Regions from separate parts of the Zea mays genome. Here regions 1 and 3 are each linked to region 2. Evidence: chromatin contacts called from public Hi-C and HiChIP or PLAC-seq data. All regions are on one chromosome and are shown on one strand. The core of a region is the stretch at or near the end of the contact, and the rest is flanking DNA. Distances in the headings are between cores, read along the strand shown. Region 1 holds the start of LOC109943286 (growth-regulating factor 1-like). Region 2 holds the start of LOC100384036. Region 3 holds the start of LOC100285750 (SRR1-like protein).

Region 1 (4,223 bases), core at 1,487-3,986, 160 kb before region 2:
CCGTCTCTGGTCGGCCCGTGTCAGCAGGACCGCATCAGCTTAGGCCCTATTCCAATCTCGCGATAAACTTTAGCAGCTTTTTTAAGCTACTTTTAGCCATTTATAATTTAAACAAGAGAGTCAATAATGGTAATTAAAGTTAAACTTTAGCGCTTCAATTCATATAGCTAAAGTTTAGCAGGAAGCTAAAGTTTATCGTGATTGAAACGGGTCTTAACCATTCGACCGGCGCCTGGGAGCTGACCACGCCACGGGGAACTCCGAGCACGCGATGGGTGTGGACATGGACATGGACAACTGGGCCGTTGCCGACGGGAACGAGGCGTTCTCGCCAGGGATGCCCGGCCAGGAGGAGGCCCTCGCCCTGGGCCACTCGTCGTCGAAGAAGGGCCGCAGCGTCTGGCACTCCTCCTCCTCCTGCTTCGCGGACGCGGCGGAGTCCATGGCCGCCAAGTCGCTCCTCCCTAGGAAGGAGAGCGGCTGCTGCTGCGGCTGCGGCTGCCTCTCCGTCTTCGGCAGCGAGCTCACCGTGCCCTGCTGCTGCTGGCCCAGGTCGCTCAGCCGCGCCCCGAGCTGCGGGTAGCTCGAGAGAGCGAACGACGAGCTTTGAGACGGCGGGAGGCGATGATGGCACGGGTTCTCCATGGATGATGATGGGTCCATGGCTTCTAGAACCAGCTGGTCCGCGAACGACCTCGTTCCGTAGGCATTGTACCTGGGTTTCAGAAAGCAGGTTGAACACCGCAAACTTGTAGGGGGGTGCAAAAGCAAAACGAAGGCATTTCGGTATATGAAGAAGCAAAGCCTACCACAACAGCTCAGTACTGCACAAGTAGCAACAAAGCGAAAGGAACAGGTGGTGATGCGATAAGAACATCTGCACGGTAAAACCAGCCGTTTGTGTTGGTGCAAATAAAGCATTGGTAGGTATCTAGTATAATCTATACATAACACTGTATAATCTACCAGTTTAAATTTTACAAAAACCTCTCAATCAAATCACCACCACACTCAACCTCCACTAAATTCACCAAACAAACGGTACCTAAATTTAGGCCTGCTAATGGCAAAAAAATCTAACCCACTCCCACCCATACCCAAATATAATAACTTTGATATCCATCCCACACCCACCCCAAAATATAAGAAGAAAATTAAACCCAACATATTCAATAATATTATTAACCCCAAATCAACCCGTAATTGGGTGGAAACCCACGAAAACCCCGTGGATTCAGCTTATTGTCTCACATCAAGCCAACTGCATACACATACACTGATACACAGTGACAATTTTATATGTAGTTTCAATGACGTACAAAAAACACATTCCACGACATAAAAAATAGTGACAATAATATTATACACTGATACAAAAACAAGTTTGGTCGATTAACATTTAGGTCTCGAGAAAATAACAAAAAACATCTGTTAAAGATCCTTAATGAACAATTATCTTTTTGGCAAGAAATATAAACTAACAGCAGTGGAAAGAGTCTCTGATCAAGCTCGAAGCTAGCAACAGTGGAAGGGCACATCTACGTAGCATTAGAAGCCCACCGAACGACACATAAATCTCCCTGACAATGAAAAGAAAAGAACCATTTGTGAACGGTCTCAGGCGACAGTGTGTTCGCTTCGTATGGGCACGACCCGTCGGCCTGCTAGCCGTGCCGGTAGCACGCTGGTCCATCTGAGTATATTGTATAATTTAACAAAAAATGTGTAGCTATGGGGACTTGAACACACACCCAGGTATATAAGAGATTTAAACACACCAACTTAGCCAATGCGATTGTAATTTTATTGTGTTATATGTTGAATTATTATACTTAATATATGTAAACTATTATCTTTAAAATAAAAAATGTAACTGTGTCGTGACTGTGCCAGCACTATGGGTCGAGATGACGACCCAGACACGACACTATACTAGCCGGTTCGAGTCGTGCCTGGGCCTAGGCCGTTTGCAGCCCTACCTAAATTTAACAAACCATCAAAATCAACGATTCAGATCGCTAGATAACACACACTCTCTGTAACACCCACTTTGTAAGAAAGGTCTAAAAGAGAAATTATACTACTCTATATGTATATGCATTACTAATGTTTATCATTTCATGTGGACATATTAATTACACAAATATATAATTAACAACAGATACCCAAAAATAATACATGCATCATGCTGGGATTTTGTTTCTGTGTGCATTTTTGTGACAATATAAAGATAAGGTGACAAGAAAAATATTAAAGTCCCAAAGTGGGAATTTAAGAGTTAAAAGGAATTCTAGAAATATGGAGAAAAGGAATAAAAGGTATAAAAATATAAATAACATATATATAATTATATTTCTAAAACTGGTACTTTTTATTTCACAATATAAATTGAGGATAAACTGGCACAAGATTTGAATTTAAATCTGAATTTAAAATGGAATTTGAAAACTAAAAGGGAGAGAAAAGGAAAAGGAAAATATAAAAGGAAAAGGAAAAACGCTGGAATGGGCCTAAAGCTAATGTTTTCGGCCCACTTCATCACCCCTCGCGCACAGTCGGCCCAGAACAACGCCCTCCACCACGCTTACCTCACAGGATCGCTGACAGGAGGGGCCATGCGGTCAGCGCTCCACGGAACAGCGACATGGGTCGAGCTCTCGCTGGCGCGTGGGGCCGCCCTGGCGGAAGCCTTCCTCCCCGCGGACTTCGCGTAACAGAAGCCGAGATTCCTCCGCATGGTGACCTCGTCGCGCCGCGCATTTCGGTTGGGCCGGTGCGACTCCGCCTCAGAGTATTTAGCCCTGAGTCGTTCCGCCGTGCGCCCTAGTCTAATTCCGCGTCCACCTCGTGCGACTCCGTCGCGCAGCTGGTTTCCACCGCCGTCGTAGCCATTGTGAACTCGTCCGAGCCGCCGCCGCCGTCGTAGACTCGCATTCCGGTCACCGGTGTTGCCTCAGTCGATGGTCAGGGAGCTTCGCCTCGATATGTGGGTTGTGTCTGAGGCATCATCGCGCTGTTAGGGGCTCCAACTGCGGGCAATTTCGCGACGGCATAAGTACTGCGCGGCGGATCCGCCTTGTGTCGTGAGTGGTGCTCCTCTGCGCGTCGTCCGTGGTGAGTCTGCCCCCAATCTATTCGCCCTAATCTCCGCTGCGAATAACGTTCTTCGGATTAGAATTTGGGGTGCTGCGCCATGGGTGGCGGGCGCGGTGGGCGGAACGCCGCCGTGCAGTGTCTCTGTGCCGTCGGTCGGTGGGGCGAAGGTAGCAGATAGGTTATTAATCGTCGATGCGTGAATGTGTGGTTCGGATCTGTTGTAGCGTACCGCTCGGATTGGATTGGCGTAGCCGTCCGATCGTGATCCAGCGGCCCCGATTACGTAATGATTCACAACCCCGCCGGTTTAATCTGGTGCGCTCACTTCTAATCCATCGGCTCAGATCCTAGCGTACCTCTTCGGCCGAGAAGTTTTACATAAGAGTCCCTAAGTTTCTTTGGAATAGAACCCGCCGTCCTATTACCCTGTACTCTGTGTCTGCAGAGTCTTACACCGAGCCCCCTAGATTTCTCTGGAATAGGCGCCCAGTCCAGAGCTCATTTAAATATTATAAGTGAATTAGAAATTGAATATTTAATATGAAAATAAGTGCTAAAACTTGTAAAATCAATAGAAAATCCATTTTTAGTCCAAATTACTCCATTCTAGTTCCTAAAATTTTGTAATTTTATTCTCCATCACCTAGAGTCTCTGTTTGGTCATGAAAACAATAAGAAATTTAATTTCCCACTTAATCCTATTTCAACCACATAAAACCTTTAGAAATTCATATCTTAAAATTTATAACTCCAAAAATTATGATTCATGTTCCTAGGATTTTATTTTAATGCGTAGATTATTACTATGTATTTTGTTCACATGTTTGTTGTGATGTTAATATTCTCTATATACTGTGCTTGCTTGTATTGTGGCGAGTAGAAGAACACGTGACTGAGGATCCTGGTGAGCAGCAGGTTGAAGTAGCTGAGCAGGAGCTCATCGAAGGCAAGTTGTGCCCTTGATTCACTTTTGTTACCCAATAATGTTCTTTATAATCATTTACCATGCATAGGTTTAATTTTGATGGGACCCGATAGGTCATCCTAGATTGTTTATCTCATTACCTTGTTTACCCCTGAATCACTTGGGTAGTTTGCTATTGCTTTACATGGTTTTGGGATAATCA
Region 2 (4,288 bases), core at 442-2,941:
TTACAGGATCACCTATTCACCCCCCCCTCTAGGTGCTCTCACTAAGGCGGCACATCGCCTGCCAGTGGAATGGACAGGCACGCCGCCTGCGGAATGGACAGGGCTCATTAAATGCCGAGGCGGCACATCGCTTGTCAGCGGAGTGGACAGGCGGCGCGCCTTATCCGCAATAAATGCGGGGGCCGCGTAACCCAGGGGCCTTACGTCAGGCTTTGCCCGCTGGCTTACATCACGCGCGGTAGGCCATGTGGCAGCATCGGGTCTCCGCCTGGGCGGGGAGCAGAGGCGTATGTGGACAGGTCCGCACCAGACTGGGCCTGGACACGTGTCGGCACCGGACCCCCGCTTGGGTCCTACCCAAGGCCCGTGTACGTTCTATCCTGGGACCTTGGGACCCCCACTGTGGGCGATCCGGATCCCATACGGAGGGGTCCGGATCCCATTCCAGATTTCCAGGGGTCCGACTTGCATACGTGGAGGTACGGGACCAACCTTAGGGGTCCGGACTGTATATCCGGGGGTCCAGGACCATTCTTGAGGGTCCGGACTGTACATCCGGGGGTCCGGCGCTCTCCCATGGGGGTCCAGACTCACTGTTGATGCTTTAGAGTGTGCCACCTTCTTTGGACACATGGCGGCTTCGGACCCGCCAATGTGGTGGGGTCGGGCGCTGCCGTGGACCCAGAATAGCCGCCTGAGATTGGGGCAAGACGCATCTTGGTCCCACACAGCACTTCTGCCACGCGACTAAGGGATAGCCGCGCGGGTTCTGCGTCTTTGTACAGTAGCAGGGGTACCCTAGTTTCAGGGTACCGACAACATATATTTGTAGATCTAGATATTACATCGACGGTACCAAGATGGCGATAATGAAAAACGTTGCGAAGTAGAAAGGTGTACATCTTATTGAGAAATGCAATTATTCTATAAGCTTATTTTCTTATGTGGTTATACTACGTAAAAGGTTGTGTTTTTTTTATATGTGCTATGTGAGGGTGTGAAAAAATTGCCTCAATTTATCCACTAGCTAGTGCAACATGTTCTATAAAAAATAGTTTGCATACGATCTTGTATGGATGTAAAAATAGTTTGCATAAGGGCTTGTTCGGTTAGCTCTCAATCCATGTGGATTGAGTGAGATTGAGGGCTTATTCGGTTAGCTCTCAATCCATGTGGATTGAGTGAGATTGGATGTGTTTCAATCCCAAACAAGTCAATTTTCTTCTTAATTTTTTCCAATCACATCCAATCCATGTGTATTAGGAATAACCGAACAAGGCTTGAGTGGGTTTAAATCCCAAACGAGTCAAACTTTTTCTTAATTTTTTTCAATCCCATCCAATCTATAGGTAACGGGATTAACCGAACGGGACCTAATTATATATACGCGCATGTAGCTTGCTCTTTTTTTTATTGTTTGTCCTATATGCGCGTGGAGAAGTGGTGAGGGCAATCCCTGGCGGTCCAGACCAAAGCGCTGTAACCAATCAGCATCTTTATGTTCTCTTCCATGTTCCTGTTTCCTTCCGGAACATACATGGCTACCTAAAGTTCCGTCCGAGTGTCCAACATGGATGGCCGCGCCGCCGGTCGTGAATTCGTCAATCGCACTTGACATTTCATCAGTCAGTTTCGGCCATCGGCCGTTGCTTGCCACGCCTGCCAGCCGGCAAGTCCACACATGACACAACCCCTCTCGTACGCGTAGCGCGACCGCGAACGCCCTAGGATACGAGCGCATCGATCACGACCAGACAGACCTTCGGCTGCCCTGAAAGAGCCGGTCCACTCCGACGGCCCGCACCACCCTTCTTTAACCCCGCCACCCAGATCCAGCCGCGCCGCACTCCACCACGGCCCCCACAACTCCACCGCTAGCAGCAGCCAACAGACTCCCGTCGGGATGGCCGTGGCGCTCCTCCTCCTGCTGGTGACGCCCGTCGGGCTGCTCGCCGCGCTCGCGCTCCTCACGCGGCCCCGGGCCGCGCGGGTCCCGCTCAAAGGCCGCCACGTCTTCATCACGGGCGGGTCCAGCGGCATCGGGCTCGCCATGGCCACGGCCGCGGCGCGGGAGGGCGCGCGGGTCTCCATCCTGGCCCGCAACCTCGCCCGCCTCGAGGACGCGCGCGCCGCCATCCAGCGCGACTCGGGCAGGGACGACGTCGGCGTCCACGCGGCCGACGTGCGGGACGCCGGCGCCGTCGCGCGCGCGCTCCAGGAGGCCGGCCCCGTCGACGTCCTCGTCTGCAACCACGGCGTGTTCGTGCCGCAGGAGCTCGAGGGGCAGGACGTGGATGAGATCAAGTGGATGGTGGACATCAACCTCATGGGCAGCTTCCACCTCATCAAGGCCGCGCTTCCGGCCATGAAGGCGCGCACCCGCGAGACGCGCCTCCCTGGCTCCATCGCCATCATGTCCTCCCAGGCCGGCCAGGTAGACACCCGGCGTCCGTCGCCTGCCATGCAGCGAAGGTGTTCGATGTAATGCTGCTCGCTGGGGGGGGGGGGGGGGGGGGGGGGGGGATTGATCTTTTTGTTGGTGATGTCTCTGCTGCAGGTTGGTATTTATGGTTACACTGCCTACTCAGCGAGCAAGTTCGCTCTTCGCGGATTGGGTGAGGCGTTGCAGCATGAGGTCATCGCGGACAACATTCATGTCTCGTTGATATTCCCTCCTGACACCGAGACTCCAGGATTGGAAGAGGGTATGTGTTGCTTATGAACTGGCCAACTATATTTTAGTTCATGTCTGCTTTAGTAGCAACTAAACAAGTGAACCATGAATGCTTGAGTTATCCTCTTCGATTTGACAGCCAAGCTTTTCAACTTGGCAAAACTGAAAATATCAGAGCTATCTTCTATACTCACTTCAGCAACTGATCTCAGCAATCAGTAACACTTACACTTGCCTGTAAATCAGTACTCCGTACATTAAAATCCATAGACCAAAACATGCTGCTACCGAATATTTCACATTCCCATTTGTTCCATTCAGTGCATGGCTCATATAGCATGCTCTCATTTGTTTCATTAGTACATGTTTCACAGTACCATTTTCTCAAGCACACCAGCAAACATTGGGGGGAAGAGTAGGAAAAAAAGAATGCCCCTAAGCTTGGCATCCTAATTTCTGAAGACACGGTCTACAAATTTTTGCTACCGAATGCTGAGCATGTGGTTTGCCTAATTTCAGAGCATAAGAGGAGGCCGGAATTGACAAACATCATAGCAGGGTCATCCGGTGGAATGAAGGCCGACGATGTTGCCAAGAAGGCTCTGGACGGCATCAAATCCGCAAAATTCATTGTCCCCTGTAATTTCGAGGGCGCAATGTTAGCCGTAGCCACCGCTGGTTTATCCCCGCAGAGCTCCCCGTTAATGGCATTCCTAGAAGTGGTTGGCGCTGGACTCATGCGGTTTGCGGCAATTTGTTTCCAGTGGAATTGGTTCTCCACCATCGAGAGCTATTATGCCAAGAAAAAGAAGAGCGAGTGATAGCACAAACCACAGCTGGACATTATTTTCCTAGATCCCGTGAGAGTCAAAAGAAACAAATAAGTCACGTCTGACCTAATGTAAATGTAGCGTGGTAGTATTAGAGAAGTTGAAGCTATCTTCTTTTTAATGGTTTTTTTCATCAGATCATGTCTACAATATCAGATTCTGTTAAAAACAATGGTTCGTGAGATTTTGATGACATATGTGTGGAGCTCTCACCCCTCTCCATTCCTCCATGAGCTGGACATCGGCCCAACAACACATTGCAGGGCGCGATACTGACGTTGACACTTGGCATTTTTTGCTCCTTTTTTGGGCGGCGAGCCGACAAACGACGACGGTCATCTTGTGTTGTCCTGAAGCTCTGTCGCCTTCCGTCTAGCTCAAGGAACAGGTGTCAGTCCATCTCAGAACTGTCATCTACATCTATTCATTTATACTTTGATTACGTTGCGGTCTTTTTCCATCAAAACAAAAACAATGTTCCTTTCCTATCTATCATTAGATTAAAGGAAACACCAGCTTCAACATGTTGCATCAAAAGGAAAATCTACATTTCTGAGATGTAAAGCTGCGGAAGAAAATAGATCTGTGGATTGCCTACAGTTAGGGGTGGTAATGGGGTTTAAATTTTACACTATAAAATTTAAGGATCGGATCATATTAGTATCAAGATATATTTCTACTCGATTTTAAACTAAAACCAATTAAGGGTTCAAACGAATCGTGAAGAAATGTTTGGATCGTGTTCCATTATCACCCATACATACAATTTTATGTTTGTGCATCA
Region 3 (4,255 bases), core at 896-3,395, 260 kb before region 2:
AAGCCATAATCCATGGCAGCTTTTACTGCTTTGTGCTTGTAGGACTCCAAGCCTGCAGTCAAGTTGGCATTCACGGAAACGACCGCAGCACGGCCGTGATGGTTTATCAACAGAGACAAACGACAACAGGTTTATCATCTGCGATAAAATTTGTTATGATCACATGATGTCTACAATAGGAAGCATAATTTATTCACAGAGACAAACATAGTGCATGCATGAGATGACTGAAGCTAACAATTTAAATCGACAACATGTACACTCTTATTCTATAGCAGGTGAGATCTAAATTGAAGAGAATACAATACGATTGAAGCATATATTTCATTCATAAAGCAGTATAAGTGAACATAAATCTGTATTCAGGAAACTTCCTATGATAATGATAAAATGGATATATAAGGTATGTGTCCATCCTAGCAATCCGTACCTCCAATCGATAAGAACGGATACATAAAAGTTTGACAAAGTATCTCAGTGTATCCTTTATTGTTGCTACCAATTGACTCAAGGACAGCGACGCCATCAACAACAAATATCATGAAATTGACCTTACGGGTTATGATGTAACAGAGAAATCTGTATTGCGTCCCTAACGGTTTGGTGTTCCCAATCTTATTGCCTTCATCGTTATCCCTGTTTAAAAATGCTCAAAAAATTAATGATTTTAAGTAATATATTGTGTTGTATATCTTCATATGTTACTTCTTTAGCTTAATAATAATAAAGAAGATTGTGAAATTGAAACAGAAAATCGGAAACGACATTCAAGTATAACGATACTCTGAATTTTGCAATGATGACTGGAATTGTCATAAAATTCAAAACATATACAGATCCTGACTAGAAATGCATGCTATGTCCTGTGAATTTCATGGCGATCCTCATTGAGGCCTTAAATGCTCATAAAGCATACAGAATTCAGGACAGTTGTCCTATTGATGCTGGAATTCAATCGTATATCCATGTACAGACGAGAGACAACAAATCGAGCAACAACCAGGTACCTAGTTGGCAACTTGGCATATACACCGTTCTCCTTGGAATTGGTATACAGTATGCATCCCACAGAGAATCCGATAAATAGGATAAACTTAGAATCTTGATCACCATTGCATTCAATCAAGCAACGCATGAAGATATCCAGTTACCATATTACATCTGATCAATGAACTTAGCTCCCTCCTACAGCAATGGTGGCGGACAAGTCGACGTCGTCGCGCAGCTCGAAGAAATGCCAGCTCGTCTCGTTGAACGCGTGGGCGAACCAATCTTCGTCATCCAGATCCCTCGGGTCGCCGAACCGCTCCTCGCGCGCGAACCGCTCTGCAGCGAGGACATGTGGGGCCTTGGCGGCGGGGCCCGAGCGGTTCTCCTCGGCCTGGAGCGCGTACCGCCGGAAGCTGTTGCCGAGCACGCAGACGCGGCGTAGCTGCGCGGGGGAATCCCAGTTAGCGGCGAGGAGAGCATCGTAGAGCGACGCCTCGCAGTGGGGCATGTAGAAGAGCGTGGGCTCCTCAGCGCAACGGCGGCACCCGTCGTCGAGGCTCGGGACGGAGAAGCCGAGCGCCGCGGCGGCCGCGCACTCGACGGCGGAGAGGACGGGGTCGAAGACGTCCGCGGAGGCGGCTTTCGGGAGGAGGTCGCGGCGTAGGAGGGCGGCGAGCGCGAGCTGGAGGCGCGCGGCGGGGGAGGACTCGAAGCTGCCGACGCCGAGGAGGGAGAGGTGGGCCGGGGCGAGGAGACTGAGGCGGCGGCGGAGCGACGAGTCCTGGAGGAGGCTGTGGTAGAGAGGGGAGGCAGCGACGCGGGAGATGGCGGCGTGGGCGCGCGCGACGAGGCGGGAGACGCGGGCGGGGTCGAGAGAGGAATCGGAGGGGGACCAGAGGACTGGGGTCACGGGGAGAGGCGTCGGGGCATCGGGCTGGGAGGTGGAGCGTGGGGCGTTGCCTCGGCGGCGGCCGCGGCGGCGGACTATGGTCCAGTCGCTGGCAGAGGTCGCGGCGGCGGCGGACATGGGTGGGGTTCGGGACTTGAAGCTGGAATCCGGATGCTCTCTACCTCTGCGTGTGATGGAAAAACTCAAAAACCGAAGCGGCGGCCTGCGTGCGTGGAGGGCAGTAGCGGCGCGGGTGCGGGAGGTTGGGGGCTAGGAGGAGGGGCTGCGCGCCTGCGCTATAGGTGTAGACACATCGAAGCACGGAGTATAGCTGTCCAAGCCACCCGGCACAGACCCCCCCGTTCCAAACCCGTTTCGGTCCGGTACAAATAGTGCCGAGCCAGACACGACATGTTGAAGGTTCGAGCCAGGTCGTGACGCCCACGTGTCTAGGAACATGTCTAAACCCGGCACACACAGTTATAAATCGTGCCGGGTCGACTCGTTCGTCCCGTGGGCCTGAACGTACCGGGCCGGCCACTGGCCCGAACCAATAGATAATCACAGAACTAAATACATGTAAATACCAGATTCACAAAGAATTAATACCAGATTCACACAGAATTAACCACAGGATTCACACAGAATGATTCACACAAAATTAATCACAGGATTCACACAGAATTAATCACACAAGAAATAACAGTTGGTTCACAGGATATTACACAGATATGAAATGACTATTAGGAATAGGAGATGTTAGTGCAATGGACGCCTCATTAAAAACCTTCTTAGGTAAAAACTCACACATCGTGAGAAAACCCTAAGAAGGAAAAAAGAGTGCAGCCCAGCTCCTAAGTTTATAAATCATTACAGTCTATTACAGTGTACAGATCATTAGTTCAATACAACTCATAAGACATAAGAATAGTAGGTTGTAAGACTAAGCATTTTCATCATCCCTAGCTAATTGTGTTGCTGGATCATCAAGCCACAGGTTGTCATGCTCAGCTTCAAGTTCTTTTGTGTCTTCCTCCACACTGTGTTGCAGGTGAGCATCAGCAAGTTCCCAATCTTTGATGCAGGATAATATCTCTACCATATCAGGAGCTAGACGACGTCGACGCTCTTCAATTACCCTGTCAGCAAGACTAAAGGTAGACTCTGAGGAAATAGTAAAAGCTGGCACTGTCAAGACATCTTTAGCTAGTAGTACAAGAATAGGATAAGTTAACTTATGCTGATGCCACCAAGAAAGGACATTGAAGTCCTCATCAAACTCAGTGATAGTATCACTGTCCAAGTAAGAAGCTAACTCATAGGTAGATGCAACTAGGCCTGCAAATGGGGTGGGTGTTAATGGGTATTTTAGGTGGGTTTAAGAAATGGTTTTGTTTTGGTGGGTTGTGATGGGTTTTAATTATTAACGGGTTGGGTTGGGTGGGTTTATTTTATGTTGCGGGTCAAAATGGTTGATACCCATGGGTATAGATGGATTTGTATAGGTATGAGTTTCCATGGGTATTCACCAATTAGACTACCACCCTAATCAGTACCATTTTATTTCATGTTTAGAGAAGTCTTTGATTTCTTTAGTCACACACAACACACTATACTATATCATTTTATCAGTACCATTTTATTTGAAAATGTGACCAACTATAAAGTTGCATAACTTTTTGAGATCTACAAATTCAATTTTAATAGTTTCTACATCCGAGGCCGCTTACAAAATTTGAATTTTAAATTTGAAAACTTCACACGAATTTTTCAATGATAAGATAATTTCAAATAAAAAAGTTGACAATTACAAAGTTTCATTACATTTCAAGACCTACAACTTTTATTTTGGTGGTTTTTCCATCCGATGTAATTTGAAAAATTCAAATTTCAAAATTCAAACATAGTTTTGCATGACAAGATGATTTCAAACCAAAACATTGTCAACTACAAAGTTTCATAACTCTTCAATACCTACAACTTTCATGTTGGTGGTTTTTTCTTTCGAGGTTGTTTTTAAAATTCAAATTTTAAATTTTTTAAATTCAGACATAGTTTTCGTTGACAATATGACTTCAAATGAAAAACTTGTCAACTCCAAACTTCTATAACTTTTCAAGATCTACAAAGTTTATTTTGGTTGTTTGATCATTTGTTCATCTCACATGATAGTTCTAACAATATGCACAAATTCTATACATATCTCTCGTAGTTCCATAAACTACGAGAGAGATATAGGTTTTATGAACAAATTTATTTTTAGTTTGTCATATGAAGAAATGTTCAAAATATAAAATGTACATCATGATGAGTTATACAAATTTGTACTTGAAAACTTTTTCATTTGAATTAATTTACTGCTTTTAAATTTGATTT

The links. A called contact is a pair of places that touch in the nucleus more often than the background predicts. HiChIP or PLAC-seq counts read pairs in DNA pulled down with a chosen protein or histone mark.
Region 1: a contact with region 2 is called in a Hi-C map of ear, with 2.1 times the contacts expected there. The contact joins the promoter of LOC109943286 here to the promoter of LOC100384036 in region 2. A contact is called at or near these places in 3 of 25 Hi-C or Micro-C datasets (ear, endosperm and tassel).
Region 3: an H3K4me3 HiChIP or PLAC-seq map of leaf shows a contact between it and region 2, with 6 times the contacts expected there. The contact joins the promoter of LOC100285750 here to the promoter of LOC100384036 in region 2. A contact is called at or near these places in 6 of 25 Hi-C or Micro-C datasets (bundle sheath, ear, endosperm and 2 more) and 2 of 3 datasets of contacts at active chromatin or transcription factors (leaf and seedling).

Annotation. Positions count from the first base shown.
Region 1 is chr4:164,524,983-164,529,205 of Zm-B73-REFERENCE-NAM-5.0, forward strand. It overlaps LOC109943286 (growth-regulating factor 1-like), which reads right to left and starts at 2,737. Exons shown (of 2, transcript XM_020546202.2): 1 at 2,589-2,737; 2 at 134-748. The coding sequence starts at 2,737. The coding sequence ends at 214.
Region 2 is chr4:164,690,536-164,694,823 of Zm-B73-REFERENCE-NAM-5.0, forward strand. LOC100384036 reads left to right here and starts at 1,692. Exons shown (of 3, transcript NM_001321738.1): 1 at 1,692-2,434; 2 at 2,589-2,705; 3 at 3,194-3,714. The coding sequence starts at 1,904. The coding sequence ends at 2,666.
Region 3 is chr4:164,434,955-164,439,209 of Zm-B73-REFERENCE-NAM-5.0, forward strand. It overlaps LOC100285750 (SRR1-like protein), which reads right to left and starts at 2,146. Exons shown (of 1, transcript NM_001158640.1): 1 at 1,011-2,146. The coding sequence starts at 2,017. The coding sequence ends at 1,175.